Regions from separate parts of the Mus musculus genome. Here region 1 is linked to region 2. A link is a contact called in public Hi-C data. All regions are on one chromosome and are shown on one strand. The core of a region is the stretch at or near the end of the contact, and the rest is flanking DNA. Distances in the headings are between cores, read along the strand shown.

Region 1 (2,700 bases), core at 149-2,648, 390 kb after region 2:
GCTCAAGTATTTAGCTATGATTGCTGCCAACTGCTTTGTCACATGTTAGATATGATGTGTTTTCTTCTCTGCCACACTGAGTCATCTCCTCCTCTCAAAAGACTGCTTTTCCTTCCTCCCAGTTCTTCAACTGTCTCATAATCCAACCCTCCTGGAAAATGAGCATTCGGACATGCTGCTGCAGCCGCAGCAACAGCAGTAGTCACTGGCCACTAAGGGTTCTCATTGCCTCAAAGCACAAAACCAAGACTTGGCATTTCTTCCTCGGAGGGTGCTCTCCTTTCTCCATATTTCCACATTGCCCCCGTTGAGATAAATAAACACATTAAAACTTTTTAAAAAACGTATCCTAATAGACAATTGCTTATCACAGAGGTGGACCAGCATGCCGGGATGGAAGTGAAACACAGACAACATTCCTATGTAACATCACGGTATTTTTTTTTCTATTGAGCATAAAAGAACAAAAATGCAGTTTCTTAATCCGGTGTCTCATTAGAATATTAGTAACATTTGCTACACATAAATACCGCAACCCGGTAACACACGTAGAAGAACTTCCGCTCAGATGCCCCTCTAACTGCAGTTTAAATGGGTGCAAGGCTCCAGGCAGCTACCCACCCGGAGTAAGACTGGTCAGCTCCCAGGCTCTAATCTTATCTGCATTAGGCTACACAGTAGCTGATGCCCGCGATTAGTTCCAGCTGAGTGGTGCAGGTGGGGATGCAGATACAACCCAGTAGGCGAGCTCTACCCTAGCCAGCTACCCAATTACAAACACCTCTCATCTACGCCGAGGACACAACTAAAGACGGTATTTCGAATTGTTAATGCGAAACTTTACACTTACATTAGTTGCCTCAACCTTGCCCCTTTCCCGGTAGGCTGCAGTTAAGAAGGATTTGCTCCAACACATAGAAAGCCATGCATCTGGTAGCACCAGTTTGGGGAGAATTCAGAAGCAGCAAAACGTTTTCTCCTTGTAAAATGTGTGGCTTCGGGCTGGCAAATTAGCAACTCCCGAGAACAAATTCACAGATTTGTCGTTAGTCATTCTCTCCACATTTCCTCGCTTTTACCCACTGGGTCTGGGCTCTTCTGGTATTTAACGCACACCACATCCAATTGCACTTCTTCAGCTCGGGAGTGTATCCCACCGCATCCAGCCTACCATTTGCATCCGATGGCAATACTGCTGAAGTCTCTAACTTCTAGTAGGAAACGTCAGAGTTGGGTGATGGTGATTTTCTGGATGTTTTCCCGGGGTGCCAATTGCCCGGCAAATTCTTAATCCGTGAGTCCTTTCGCGCTTAAGAGACTGAGGCTCTCCATCCTACCTCGCGTACTCTTCGTTTTTCCCTTCTCTTCTGCCCCCCTCTCCTTCTCCCTCTCCTCTCTCTCCTCTCTCTGAACTGAATTTCTTGATATAACTCTCAATAAGCCCAGAGGGAGGGCGTGACGACCGAGGCCCCACCTCCGGGTCCTGATTGGCCAGCATCTTGCAGTGCGGGAGGCTGCAGAGGGCTGCGGGAGGGGGCGCGGAACAAGGCGCTGACTGTCTTCAGCCTCCCCCTCCCCAGCGCCCCTCGGCAGCCGCGAAAACCTGGAGGAACGATCCCGGTCCCGGGAGAGCTGTTTTCAGGACGCGCACTGAGCATGCCCGGCAGGGGCCAGCACCCGGGGTGGCTCGGGAGCTCTGGAGCTCTTACCCAGCTTGCGGCGGCGGAGCCAGGGCGGTGCGGTTGCACCGGAGCGAAACCCGGGAACCTAGATTCTCGCCACCGGGTGGTGAGGGTCATTGAGGCCGCTCTTCTCTTGATGCATTTCTGTCTGCAAAGTGGAAAGGGCTAAATTGCAGAGATGGCTGAGACGCGCAGCCACCCCTCAGTGAGGAGTTTTGGCCAGCAAATCCTGGAGCGCATTAAACCATTAAACCGGCTCTGTGCCGGGTGCTGCAAATTGAGGCATTTGCTGGCAGGGACATCCGAAGGAAGGGCGAGGAGGGCGGAGAGCTAAAGATAGGGCAGTAGACATTTGAGTCTCGGTGGAAAATGGAAAGAAAATTAATCTGGGCTTTTACTGCGTGCAGGGTCACTGAAAGTGCCTGGGGAAAAGGTACGTTGTAGCTGGGGTCCCTGGGCGCAGCCACGGACAGTTTGCTGAGCAAGAAGTCTCCTTTCCTGGGATCTGATCGGAGCTTAGGCGCCTGGTCGTGGCAGAGCCTCTGTCGTTCTTTTGCCTCGCAGGGAACCCGGAAAACCTAGCTCTCTGGAACGAAGGCTTCATCTGAGCCTGCTGTCAGCTCACCTATGTGCGAACTTTGCTTCCGTCTGGCTTGAAGGAATCCCAAGCAGCTGTTAGCCAAGCTGCAAAGCTCCTTTCCCCCTTGCCACTTACTGCTGGACACATTTCCCTGCCAGGCATGGCCCTGACTTCAGCTCTGTAGTACATCCGCACAATCTTGTTTCTCATTTTTATACCAGGGCTGGATGGGATACTTCAGAAAGGGTCACCCTGATTTCTGTCATATTCCCTCAAAGCCTCACTCATCTTTAAAAACCAGTAAGTTAGGAAGGTTTGGCAGCACCGGTGCCAGACAGGTGCCTGAATAAAGTTTGATATAAAACCCTATTAGTTAAGTAACAAATCCCCACCTGAATGGTAATATAAAGGTGATCTGAGGTCTTACAGCATGGTTGA
Region 2 (2,700 bases), core at 124-2,623:
GGAGGTCCTTGGTCGAGGGGTGGGGTTGAAGGGAGTGGTTGGATGGCCCAGAGTAGGAAGATGCTGGGGTGGAGCGGCAGGAGATTGTGTGTGTGTGTGTGGGGGGGGGGGGGGAGGGGGTACTCCCAATCAGGCAAAAACGAGGTGGGAGGGCAGATGTGGGATAGATGTATGGTGGAGGGGTAGCCAGAAGTGGGATATCATTTGAGGTGTAAACTACTGGATTGATGAATATTAATAAAAGAAAAAAGTCTCAAAGACTTACTTGTTCTCACATCTGTGAGTCTCATAGCAATACTAAGCTGAGAGCTATAATATATATGCAGAGGATTTTGTGTAGAAGTATGTAGGTCCTGGTGCTTGTTTTATGTCATCCATATCGGTCTTAGCTCTCATACTATTTCTGCCTCCGCTTCCGTGACATTCTCTGATCTGTGAGCTGAGATTTGAAAGAGACCTACCATTCAGACTTTATCTTCATAGTCTGTATGCTTTGGTATTTCTCCAACATTTATTTGACAATTTGTTGAGCAGAATTTCCATATGCTTAATGGTAATCCTATGTAAATTTAATGCAAAATAGTTACACTTTACTATTATTAATAAGTTCTGATAAAGTCCAGAAGAACACTGGTACCTTCTCAAATTCTTTTCACTGCAAGTGGGAAAGCATTATATACGGCGAAGTTCACAAGTTTTCATAAAATGTCAATTCATTGCACATTGGGAGAAGCTATAAGATAACCTTCTGCCTAGTCTTGAGCAAAGGTATTTTGTCAAGTGAAATATAGCAAAGGGCCAGTCCAAATGTATCACCCGTATTTAAATGCCACTAAAATTTAAATACATCTGTAAGTGAGCCTTCCTAGTGTTCCACTTAACACGTTGGGAAAAAAGGCTAATGAGCTGCTCTAGCCTTACTCTACTCTCCTTAACTCCGGTGCAATATTTAATAGAAAACCCTTTTAAACTCCGCCAGTCACCTTCTGTAAGATGAGGTCAAAACTACATGCTTAATTTCTAACTTTTAGACTTAAAAATTATCACTTAAATAGTGATCATTTAATCCATAAGCATTAGGTAGGAGCCCTGGCAAGTGCAGAGCTAATTTAGCTTGATTCTGCAGAGATTTGGAACACAAGGGCTAGCCATACTCTGTCCCAAGATCTGCCGAAATGACACAGTTATAAAAGACAAGCGCCGGTGACGCTTATTTCCAATGGGAAACAATTTCCTCTGGCAGTGTCTGAAGTCTGTTTTTGTAAGAAATTGCCTCTTGGAGCATATAAAGCTAATTCATGGCGGTTCCCAGAACTCCACAAACCCGGCCTGAGCTCCCCTGTGGATGAGGCAGCCTTGTTGACATAATCAGGCTGGGCTCTTGGCAAAGCTCCAGCTGTTTGTGTGGAGCCCGTCAGATTAGGCTGAAAGCCTCTAAATCTTCCAAAGTGTCCCTGGGAAGGGAAAATAAAATGAGGATGGCGATATGGCAAGACCCAGGGACCAGAGTAAAGTCCTGACATTTGTATTTGGCTCTGTCATTGTGATTCAATAACACAGAATTTGCTAGTCGATTCGGCAGAGGTCACAACACAGAAGTGATGGATGATCTGTAGATCTGTTTTATTTTTGCCACTGAATCTGTGTTATGTGCTGACTTAACTTTTCTTTGGCGCTTCTTAGGGTGCTCCAAAACATGTCCTCTGACTAACCACACAGCCCTCCCCACTATGTTATTTTCACACGGAGATGCCTATAAATATTTGAGTTATCATATTTAAAATCAATGCAATTTATTTCTTTTGCCCTGAAAATATTTAAAGACTCTTATATTATAAAATTAAAGAAAGGTTCTGTTCTTGGTTTGACAAACACTGATCCATTTAATACATATTTATTAAAGAAGACTTTTGAAGGACAATTCTTATTCAAATACTACAAGTGCAAGGAGAAAGAGAAGGTTAGAAGTAAACTTAAGCCTGCAAGTTAACAATTCTCAAAATCAAAAGCATTTAGGAACAACATTCCTCAGCCAGGTGTGAGAAATTCTCATGCTTAAACATGAAAGCAATGCTAAATGACTTGAAACTTCAGAGACCAAAACATCAGCTGAGGCCTTGCTAGATAGAAATAAAAGCAGAAAAAAAAAACAAAAAACAAAAAAAACAAAAAAACATCTAGTCACGTGGGGAAACAAGGTCACAATGACCATGTGTTTGTTTGAATTTCCTATCATCCAGAGTCCACAAAGAAGACAGAAATTCAAAATGAAAAACTGTTCCTCTTATGAGCTTACCTCCTTCTTACTTGGCTCTATTTCTTGGGCCCTTGCAATTGAAGAGTCGCTCTGCTGAAACTTGATACTTTGCTTTTTTAAAAATCTTTTGTATAAGCTCTTTAATATTTTCATACAAGTACACAATGCATTTGATTACTCTCACCACCAGACTCTCTTATCCCCTTTTCGCTTCTCTAGAATGTTCCTCCCCACTACAGATTCCTTTTTTCTATGTTCAGGTGTTTCGTTTTGTTTTATAGCCAGTGTAAAACTAGAACCATCTATGTGTTTTTAAAAGGCCACCCCACACAATACAATGGAGTTGCAAAGTGCTCTTGTAGGGAAACTCCCCACAGAGTACCTAGCACAGAGTACCTAGCACAGAGCACCTAGCACAGAGTACCTAGCACAGAGCACCTAGC

The links. Hi-C and Micro-C count contacts between places; a contact is called where the count stands out from the background.
Region 1: a Hi-C map of uterus shows a contact between it and region 2. The contact joins the promoter of Pcdh9 here to the enhancer-like site in region 2. A contact is called at or near these places in 1 of 39 promoter capture datasets (neural stem cells), 4 of 484 Hi-C or Micro-C datasets (the AtT-20 cell line, cerebellar granule neurons and uterus), 2 of 115 datasets of contacts at active chromatin or transcription factors (astrocytes and fibro-adipogenic progenitors) and 1 of 9 other capture datasets (adipose tissue).

Annotation. Positions count from the first base shown.
Region 1 is chr14:93,889,271-93,891,970 of GRCm38.p6, forward strand. Pcdh9 (protocadherin 9) reads right to left here and starts at 1,399. Exons shown (of 5, transcript NM_001081377.3): 1 at 851-1,399.
Region 2 is chr14:93,497,853-93,500,552 of GRCm38.p6, forward strand. All of the region lies in intron 3 of Pcdh9 (protocadherin 9), which reads right to left. Among named protein-coding and RNA genes, the nearest start is that of Gm23509, 360 kb to the left of the region's middle. Within about 2 kb of position 1,374, at least 62 of the 459 cell types and tissues checked have an H3K27ac peak or open chromatin away from gene starts, as enhancers often do. A contact at or near this core is called in cerebellar granule neurons, neural stem cells and uterus, where this site is marked.